Linked DNA regions of Bombyx mori: region 2 is linked to region 1. Evidence: chromatin contacts called from public Hi-C data. All regions are on one chromosome and are shown on one strand. Each heading gives the region's core, a stretch centred on a gene start, on an enhancer-like site or on the middle of the called end of the contact. The rest is flanking DNA. Distances are from core to core; before and after follow the strand shown. Region 1 holds the start of LOC101746840 (DNA-directed RNA polymerase I subunit RPA1). Region 2 has its middle 23 kb from the start of LOC100500932.

Region 1 (5,606 bases), core at 1,132-3,631:
CTGTCTCGGTTCTTCTTTCTGCCAGGCTTTCGCACTGATTTTGGCTTTACCAGTTAACGAAAGGCATGGTTTCCCTTTAGGTATTGTGTTGATAATTATTGTAGATAGAACTTGTTTACCTGACCACAGTACAATAGGTTTCAGTATGGTAGGAGGTAACAGCTGGATTTTACCTCTGTGATTTGAGAGAGCTTGAAATACCAACTGCTGGTAATCTGACTTATTATAAAAAGTACCTCTAAGTGACATTTTTACACCAGATATAACATGATCTTGGATCAAACCGCTTAGAGGTGTGCCATCTTTAGGTACTAGATATTGCTTTGTAACAGACATTATGTTGTATGCTTCACTTCTTGCATTTTCGTCTTGTGGGAAATGGGCATTCATTTCGTCTCCATCAAAGTCAGCATTGTACGATTTGCAGTTAGCATAGTGTAGTCGAAGGGTCTTCTCTCCTTTTAATATCCTTGCTCGATGAGCCATCATACTGGGCTTATGTAAAGAAGGCTGCCGGTTAAGGATCAAAATGTCACCATTCACCAAATGTCTGTGAACTGTCTTTAAGCCGGTGGTTTTGTACTCATCAGGTGTCAGAAGGCGTTTTGCAAGACTTTTCCGTTTTTGTATAGAGTCAGCAGGTATTCTAATTATTCTACCGTTCCCAATCTCTAATTTCTCTGCTCCTGGATGTTTATTGGGTCCATTGATTACCATTTTACGTAGCTCATCAACATTCCATTCCGTAACCGGGACGGGATATGTTAGTTTTGTGGCAAAAGCATCTGGGATGCCTATTTCATCTATGTCGACATTGGGATCTGGGGTAATGACAGATCTTGCAGCAAAATTCACTCTTTTGCCCATCATGTGCATCCTTATTAAGCCAGTTTTCTTTTCCAGTATCTGTTTAAGACCTTGACTTGATGCTCCCATACCTTCACAATTCAGTAAATGATTAACACTCTTTTGTAGGTCCTGCCACGCAACATGTAATTTTTCAGCTGGTGTTTTACCTTGAACAGCCTCATATGCTTGTCTTGGTGCTGTATCTAAGCAGTCTTGAGCCTTTTGTTGATTTGAGGCTGAGAGAACTTGTAAAATGACTCTAGCAGCATAGGAGTGTAACAATATGGCTTTATAAACATTAGTTTGAGGATGCTCAATCAGTTCTCCTCTCAAGATATTGCAGGGTCTTACACACGGAGGTAACACAGGCACAATTTCCATGAAAAATATATTTATTGCTGGACTAGCAGATGTATGTTTCAATACAGGGAAACAATATTTTAACAGATCTTCATCATTTTTTGAAATGTCCACACAAAATCGTCTGATTTCGTCTGGCATCAATATTTTAATGCCTTTTGTTCCTGGTGTTGAACCTTCAGCACTCAAATTATACATTATTTTACCTTCGGATGTATTAACTTTTATTAGTTTGGCCATACAAAACATACATTTTTTTACAATATTCATGCTCCTAAAATAGCCGGTTATTATTTTACTTCTAATTTTATCAGTGTTTTTACTGTGAAATGTTTCCACAATTACATCTTTTGTTTTCAAAAGTTTTCTATACTTTCTTATAGTTTTATTTGGTTTGTCCGGAGACTCCTTACTACTGTATGTTTCACTTACATAGTAATCAAGGTCTAAAGCTGCTGTTATATGCCCTGCATCTACTAGATCCAATTGCAGTTTCAATAGCGACTTTAAGCGATCGTCAAGTTGTATTCTAAAACATTTGAGACAACTTATACGGAATAGCATGTAAATACTTTTTGTAAAGAGTGGATTAATTACCACGAGGGGCAGTTCGATGTGTCCAAAATGTCCAGGGCAATGCAGTAACGAATTGTTACATGTCTCACAGTTATCGTTCCTGTCCCTTAGTGGTCCTAGTGCAGAATCGTACAGGCCTCCCTTAGTAGGGTTACCGATGGCGTCAAACGATTGGATTTGTGTTATCTTTGTTACACTCAATTTTTTTATATCTTCATCAGTGAACATAAGAAACTGTATGTGTTCGGGTTCGACGGAGGGCAACCCAGACGTTGATGATGGAAACGCCGATTTAAAAGCCATATTGTATTTCTGTGAAGAAAAACAAATTGAGTTATTTGAAGGCATGATAACATAACCTATTCAGTAAATTAGTATTAATTCGGTATGAGAAACTTACATGTGAATAGCAAGACAGGTATATTCATAAGTTACTTTATATCGTATCGATTTTCATATTTATTATCTTTGTTTATTTCCTATATTTTGAAATATATTGTGAACCTAATTTCAACAAGGTCTATGATTTCAACATTCTCTGGATTTTTATATTATAGACAAATGACAATCTATGTGTACTTTGTCTATGGCTTTTTTAAGGGATTTTATGATCTGGTAACTAAGACATTTAAGTCATATCTTATTTTAATTTACATTCTTAATTTTGAAAAATGATAATATAATCTAGTAAATAAGGGTGGCGTTACAGTAGCAACCGGGTAAATTTAAAAAAGGCGCTGAAAGTTATTAGAATAAGATAGAGAACTAAAAAAGGACGAAAGAACTGTAAGCACTACAAAATTACAAAAAAGTATGTTATTTAAAGCTAATAAGAAAATGCAATCAATAATCAAATAATTTCAGGTTATATTGACGAAATTAAATTGGACTACGTAAACATGTGAGGACTTGTATATTACACTGTCACTATCTACTCTAGTCATTAAATATCTTAAATTTCTTAACTCAACATAGAGCCTCTAGAGATTTCTAAAACAATAAAAAAACTACAGTACAAAAAAGGTAGACTTAATTACGTTTCGAGTAATTGGTATTTTTACTTTTAACATAATTATTCATTTGAATCAGTTTATAAAAGGTATATTCAGCTTAATTTTTGTTAAGGTTTTATAGCTCACTTTGATTCTCTTATTTCAGTATTATTAAGTCTTATTATTTATTCGTAGTATTAAGTAAAACAAAACCATCATTTTCAAATTATCTTGATTGCCATATTGAAAAATGTACATAAAACAAGGAAGAATGAAGAATCTATGGTTGTCAGTCAACATGGCGGCCCAGGATGAAGTTGACGTATGTGAAAGTTGGGAAGATATGGATGAAATTATTGGTGTAAGTTTTAACGTTCAGGCCCCAGTCTTCGACCCCATTCAAGGACAAGGCATTTGTCGACGAGCTATATACATAAAATATCTACATTTCAGCTGGAACAGAATATCAGGTTAAACAGTGAGAGTCCCACAGAAAACCCGCCAGCTATTTCTCTAAGGGATTGCAAGGTTACTGTTGAAGAGAACGCGTGTATCGGATCGCAGTGCATGATGCCGGAGCCTGCTATTCGCATACTAAAAAGGCCATCATCTTCTGGCAGTGGGCAGTTAAACGGAGAGAATCGTGCCCGACCGGTCAAAACTCTAGAGCAGAGGCAAAAGGAGTATGAACAGGCTCGTCTCAGGATCCTAGGCGAGGCTCGGAGTCCTGAAGATATTATTGATGATAAGTAAGTACACTGTAATATTTAAGAAATTATTGAAACAAGTTCACCATAAGTGAAGCTGCTTAGATTTACATTATGCGAATGTATTTTGAATCATTGAATATCCATTTTTATTCTATTTAAACCTTCTAGGGATGGTATTGTTTTCGAAACAAAGTTAGTTACCTAGGTTCACAACTGATGTACTTATAATACACACATAAACTTAGTAAATTATTGGTGATTATTTCAGTCAGCCATACTGAGCAGAATTAAAATATGAAATAGGGAACTTAAATGTAACTTAAAACAGTATTTTATGTGACTTCTTATTCCATTAAAATATTGATTTTTAAGTTAATACAATATATATATCACCTTGACATAATGACTTTCAAAATATACTTGTAGTGTTAGCTAATAATAGCTACAATATAGTACAGAAGATATTTCACAGATGCCTAAGTCATGCTAATAACATTTTGAAGATATGTTTACAAAAATACAAGGTCTACTGAGGAATTTCACCCCTACAAGATCTTCGTTTAGGTCTACAAAATACAAAAATATTGATGAAATTATTTATGTATGTTTTGTGTATTTTCATATAGAATTGAAAATTGTGATAAAATAATAGAAAATTTAATACATATAAAATGACAGGTTTAAAGCAACCAAAAAACGAATGGTTATTTAATAAACATATCTTAATTTGAATTTAAAATTAATACAATTTTTTTTTTAGAGTATATTAATCTTAGTAAAGAAGGAAAATTGGATTTATTAATTTTTAGTATTGTTTATGGTAACATGAAGGTAAAAAAGATATATGCAACACATATTGCAAACATAATATTGTACATTGTTACATAGAGTATAAAATATAGTTTATTTTTTGTTGTTTCGTGGTTAAAGTCCCCTCTAGAATCAGATAGGTATTGTTTTAAGCTGTTAGCAAATTATAGAAAATCACAAACAAATTCATTAACTTTCTACTGATGTTTCTAACAGGAAGCTCTCTGAGATAACAATAATGATTTGAAGTAATTGTCTTAATTTAAATACAAACCCATAATTGTTTATATAATGCATAAGATAAATTTTGGCAATTATAATATTATTGTATCTAATGGTAAATAAATTACCAAAACTGCATCATTAGACATCAATGTAAACTTTTCTTGGTCAAACATAATTAAACAACTAAATAAATTGGTGTACAAACAAACAGACTGTAGGTACACAGAAGGCATATTGACATTGAATACTAGATTTTATGGAAATATGAATTCAAATATATAAATTATTTATTTCAGACTCACCAGGCTACAAGACAAATTACAAGCAAATAATCTTAATGACAGTCAATCAAATAATAAGAAAAATGGTGAAAACGCTAAAAGTAAAGAACGTAAAGTGTTATCTCGGCTTCCACCTGGAGCTACCCCAGCTGGAGTATTTCCATCTCCACCTCCACGAGGAGTGCTTGTTATCCGTACCCCTCGTGGCCCTGATGGCACCAAAGGTTTTCTAAAAAGGTAGCAATACTTAAGTAATGTTATTATTAGTTTCCAACTTTGACATAAAATATTTCGAGTAAGTACTTGTTTGCGATTTGTTTGATTTCATGTTTAGAATATGAGTATACAAGTACAATACTAAAGTTAGTGGTGTTCCAGACTGCAGTCACCTACAGTGATGGTCCGTGCTTAGCTGCAGAGTTTTAGCTATTAATACAGACTGTTATATAGTAAAAAATTTATGGCACTACCCTATCATGTATAATTCTTATAAAGGTAGATAGACACTTGGCAGTATCATCAGCTTCGCTGACAGCTTAGAGCAAATATCTGTTTAGGACCATCAAATGGGTATATATATATATATACTCATCTGCCTACAAAGGCAATAAAAATAAATCTGTTTCATTTTTGAACCTATAAAGCATTTCATTAAAAAAATCGTGCTGGAACCATATTTAACAAGGTTACACAATACGCCACTCTGACTTATTTGGACCCTAACTTCTAAAGTGCACTTTGAACGTGTTTGAATTTAATCTGATATTTGAATATGATGCAGATGATGATATATAAATGGTACA
Region 2 (5,606 bases), core at 1,942-4,441, 47 kb before region 1:
AGATCACAATAGACTAAGCACTCTATCTCGCTCACACCCGCTTGAACAGTTGCTACCTCGCGCTCGCACCTACAGCGGGCTGTCAATGTGTCTGGCAAGATGTAAGAACCATTAAAACTGTCCGGCTCTTGGGGTAACATATTTTTATAAGTCCCTAAGTAACATATATAAAATTTAGCTTTTATAGTATAACGAAAGTATAATTAAAATTTATTAAAGTTTAAGGGTGTCTGGCAGGGGGTAACAACTGGAAAAAGTGTCCGGCAACGGATATCATGATTTCTAAAGATATTCTGGACTAAATATTAAAAAAACAACCTTTATACTTTAACGAATTTAAGGTACTATTTTATATACCTTTACTGCCTGTTACCTGCCCAAGTAACCACAATCGGAACTCTATAATCGCGGGTCGTTCTTACCTGTGTTGGAGACATACACAGAGAAACTTTCAGCTTTTATAAAATAACGAAGGTCTGGCTGTCGCGGGCTCTTGGGATATAAGGTTTATGCCCTTTTGATTTTAAACAGAAATTCGGTATCGCAATACTTTGAGCTGAGTTTGGTCTTCGGCTCTTTTCCTTCATATCTACCGGTCGTGATGTCCTCCTGTTGAGTATGTATACACTTCGAAACTGCTCTAGGCCATCTCATCGCTTGCTTATTCTATGAGCTGTGGTTTGTGGACTAGGTAGTTAGTAGGTAGGTGGATTAGGCATCGAGGGTTGTGAAAAATACTCTCATACCTACATTTATTGTCTATGGTCAATTTTTTATGTTTTTTTTTTCTTTAAATGAAGACCGAACAGCCGAGTACTGGTTTCTCCTTGGCTTGTTAATCGATTTTTCTTCTGTTGTTTAATTTAATTCGGCCCGTCAATACGGGCTCCAGTGCTATCGTTCATCATTAATTAAAAACAATTTTGAAATAGTCAGTTTTAATTGGCAATACAACTAATGAAATTGTGAAATAAAAGCGAAAATCTAGTACCCACATGAAAATTATTGATAAATACTGTTTTTCTTTTTAAATTTATTTACCCCTTTGTTTATTATATTAATTAATAAACAAAAGGGTATATTTAATCTAAGAAATCGATGTGTAAATCTTGAGGTGTCAGTGTTTACGGCTGAGCTTCGATCATTGAGTACCTTCCCTACACTATATCGTTATAACAAACATCGTCATGTAAAACATATTTTTATTTTATTACGAGCAGACAGGAAATGAGAATTGTACCACTAGGGACACAACTCATACATGAGTCGTCTATTATCAAAGCCGGCAATCTGACTTTTGGACAATGATTGGTAAATCAGAAAAACGAATTATTGACTTTGTATTCCATTGGCAGTCACAAAACTCTTCGGAACGACATCTTAGATAAATAACAGGTTAACTATTAACCTTTATTTAATGCAGGTTTTGAACCGTATTCTTTGAAGGAGACGATTATATTCAAATCAATCTGAATTGACATATCAATAAAAAAAATTTGTCCAAATGCACAGATTGCCACCTTTGATAATAGACGACTCACATACTGAGATCGTAGAACTTACCTATATCTCAAGGTGGGTGGCGCATTTACGTTGTAGATATCTATGGGCTCCAGTAACCACTTAACACCAGGTGGGCTGTGTGTTCGTCCACCCATCTAGCAATAAAATAAAAAATTAAATTAGATTATTGTTTTTGAAGAAACAGATCGCTAAGTTGCAGGATAGAAAAAAAAAACAAAATTACCACGTAATTGCATTCTGTTTATTCCCACGGCTATTGTAGTGTCCTGTACGTCCTAGGTACAAATGGGTCGATAGGCGTGGGCGATAAAAACTACAAACGGTCGACATCCGCTCCTAACAATAAGGTCCCGCGCGTGCGATCTTTATTCAATCACTAAACACATTAGGTACTTAGGTAAGTGTTAAGTGTACGATTGAAAAGGTCATTTGTCTTCATTAATCGTTAGGGTACCGGTTGAATGAGTATGACATCCGTGAAGAAATTTAGGTTTGTTCACCGAACATAAAAGATTCATATAAGTATTTAATTGTGTTTCTATAGGTTACGTAGTAAGGGCTAAAGCACCAGTTCTAAATAATTCAATTTTGGAACGAAGTTCCTTATGGGACGATGCGGAGGGGTACCCTAACCGGGAAAAAACGTCCGTAACGTAAGATTTTTATTAGTAATGCACACAGTGTACGACTTAACTTTGTAATAACGTACAAAAAATAACATATTTGTATATCATTCATTGATTACGATCTCAGAGCGTTCGTTTGCGCAATACACTAGCTCTTATGCAAACAACCGTGAATGAAGTGTACCACAATAAGTTCGCACGTTACGAATGACCGTGGGTTGTTGCGAAAACTCCACTTTTATTTTCTTTATACCTCGAATAGAACTTAAAATTAATATTTTTATAATAAGGAACTTCGTTCCTATCCGTTGTCCCACGACACCACACATCTTTTTATATATTTACAATGTTCGTATTGTTGACACCTTTAAGACGTTCATGACTTATGTAAGTGTAGTGTTCGCTCACGCGACCCGCATGCACATAAACTCCCTCCGGGTCATCCAATCCCGTTTCTGCAGGATAGCCGTCGGAGCACCGTGGTACGTGAGGAATATTGACTTTCACGACGATATGAATTTAGAACTGATACGTTAAATTAGTATCTTTAAGGTAGAGTCAGAATGCTACTACGACTAAGCGGCGCGACACGATAATCCTCTTATTGTGGCCCCCGTTAATTACATATCCGACACAGGCGACGAGACAACGCAAAACCGCCGTCGCCCGGTAAATGTCGGATGTTAGTGTTAGCAAATTCTCTTAGGTTGAGTCCGTGAGCTCACCTACCAGTCCGAAAGTAGCAGGAATAGACCCCTAGACTACCAGCATATAGGTAGAAAAAAAAAACTCGAAGACGTTGAAAAAGGCGGACATAAAAACGCCTTGACCTTGTTGTTATATACATATTATTTTAAAGAAAACCTTTCAATTTGCAACGCAAGTTTCTTAATTTAATAATTTTAGTAAAACTGATAAATTATGTTTTTAGTACAGATCAAAATTATGAAACAATTAATGAAAAATGTTGGTACTACTGCCACTCTTAATATTTTTGTTTTAAAGTAACGCCATCTATTAGTGTGGATGAGTAGCCTCGACGCCTTGTTACAGCAAAATTTATTTGAATGATTTATTTCTGTCTGCCAAAGAGAATAGATGGCTCTTACATAGCTTTTCATTTTCTTCGCGAGATGTCGCTAGTTGTGACGAAAATTACAAACTATTGAATTTTTTTTTTTTTTTTTGATCATAGGACATCATCATACACTTTGTTCTTGATTGAACTATGATTGCTATAAGATAGACATAGATTGAAGATTAATCTTGATTTATAATCTTTTATATCAACTAGTTATATGTACATATTTCGTAGAGAGTTTGATTATGTGACGAGGAAATAAAACCAGTAGGTACCTACAATAACCGACATAACCCGGTCCGTTACCCCCCTCGACCGGGTATCCGTAAATGGATTCCCCAGCGTTAAAAAAAAAATAAAAAGGTACCTACAATAGATAGGCAAAAGTTAGAAAATTTGTCTAATTTTGACCTTGTCGCTTTGCTGGTACCTAATTAGCTTTGTAAAAGACATAGAATGTTGACTTCATAGTATGGTTACCAAGTTCTACATTTCGTTAACAGTTGATCTGTGGTACGTTTGTTGAAATTATAAGCTGAAATATTTTGAAGTTTTTTTTCGCGGCCGCGATGTCCGTCGTCGTAGCATGGTTTTGGCCGGCATTGCGTTGCGCTTAGTTTTTTATTATGATTAAAGTATTACTGGTGGCTCGGAGGCCTTTCCAGTTTCACCAGGACATTTTACTCCGCTTACAAACCACGGGGTAGAGTCTGCCGAGAATAAACGCGGCACGATCAAGAACTGTAATTGCGCTTAGTCTGAGACTTCAAATATTAAGTACCTATATTATCTATGGACTTTAGCATTCTCACACAGATATTTTACATAGGACGCCAATCGAGGAGCTTGTGGCCCCAAAAAAAACTTAGCCTAAAGTAACCGATTGAATTAATAACTGATTTGTTCCAAATTGAAGTTTCCTTTAATCCCACAAAGATGTGACTGTAGCTGTAATGACTGTAGCTAAGGGATTTGAATAATTCCAGTGCAACCAATTGACTTTCATTTCCTATCGACTAAGATGTAATCAATAAAACTATTCATTTCTTTTATTAAAATTTGTATTAATGTACCACTTTATTTTTACAAATACGTAAGAATTTGACGTTCCATGGTGTTGTTCCGTCATCTCGGATCCTCCCGATCCACTAACTGTGCTTCTAGGTACTTCAAGCACCGGTCACCGTTCTCGTCGAACCCGTCGAAGGGCTCGACGAGTAAATTAACTCTCAGACACAGCCCACTGAGTTTCTCGCCGGATCTTCTCAGTGGGTCGCGTTTCCGATCCGGTGGTAGATTCTGCGAAGCACGGCTCTTGCTAGGGTTCGTGTTAGCATCGTCGTCTGGTTTGAGCCCCGTGAGCTCACCTACTAGTTACAGTTACGCTGGAATAGCCTCTCTAGGCTACCAGCTTAGGTAGGAAAAAAAAAAAAGGTGTTGTTCATAGTATGAACAGTGAATGAACGTGTTTCGCACGTTATGTTTTTTTTTAAGTAGGTACCTAGATTGTTTGTTCGATTAATACCCAATGAATAGCTGCTCTTTAGGGGATCGGTCATTCAACTTTCCGTTTCTTGTTTCGGAAAACGTTTTGCGTTTTGCGAAACGTGTTTTTTATTTTTTTGGTTTTCGAAGTTTTAGGTTTTTTTTTTATTTTTTTTTTATTTATTGCTTAGATGATAAATCAGTACGAGACAAAATGTTGATGAAAAATTCTACTTTTAAATTTTCATTTCGCTTACAGAAAGTATGTTTATTGGAGGTATTTTTTATATGTATTTTGCTTTAAATTTTTTTAGGACTATAACTAAATATGAGAAAAAATGTAAATGAAAAACGAAAAATTTGAATTTTCATTCCGCTTACAGAAAACCTTTTTGTTAAAGTTAACGATTTTTATTAGCAAAGTTGTTGGAACACTAGGTAGAAAACTCGACTTAACATTAACACGGGTGACCAAGGTCACAGCTTGGCTGTGGTTAAATGTTTGGAGACTACAACGTGAATGTCATCACCACCCGAAAACATGAAAACCATTCTTACTGGTGGTAGGACCTCTTATGAGTCCGCACAGGTAGGTACCACCACCCTGCCTATTTCTGCCGTGAAGCAGTAATGCGTTTCGGTTTGAAGGGTGGGACAGCCGTTGTAACTATACTAATACCTTACAACTTATATCTCACGGTGGGTGGCGCATTTACGTCGTATATGTCTATGGGCTCCGGTAACCACTTAACACCAGGTGGGCTGTGAGCTCGTCCACCCATCTAAGCAATAAAAAAAAAAATTCAAAGCAGAACTCCTGCTTCGGGGTAGGAAGCCTATTTCTACAGCGAAGCAGTCATGTATTATTTATTATTATTTTTTATTTTATT

Evidence for each region. A called contact is a pair of places that touch in the nucleus more often than the background predicts.
Region 2: a Hi-C map of midgut shows a contact between it and region 1, with 2.1 times the contacts expected there. The contact joins the enhancer-like site here to the promoter of LOC101746840 in region 1. A contact is called at or near these places in 3 of 7 Hi-C or Micro-C datasets (middle silk gland, midgut and whole pupa).

What each region holds. Positions count from the first base shown.
Region 1 is chr8:3,267,133-3,272,738 of ASM3026992v2, reverse strand. LOC101746840 (DNA-directed RNA polymerase I subunit RPA1) reads right to left here and starts at 2,381. Exons shown (of 3, transcript XM_004925124.5): 1 at 2,186-2,381; 2 at 1-2,097. The coding sequence starts at 2,088. LOC101736521 (SUZ domain-containing protein 1) reads left to right here and starts at 2,996. Exons shown (of 3, transcript XM_004925134.5): 1 at 2,996-3,138; 2 at 3,231-3,526; 3 at 4,819-5,606. The coding sequence starts at 3,028. The coding sequence ends at 5,044.
Region 2 is chr8:3,314,621-3,320,226 of ASM3026992v2, reverse strand. It overlaps a transcript of LOC100500932 not described here. Among protein-coding and RNA genes, the nearest start is that of LOC100500932, 23 kb to the right of the region's middle. Within about 2 kb of position 3,191, at least 8 of the 8 cell types and tissues checked have open chromatin away from gene starts, as enhancers often do.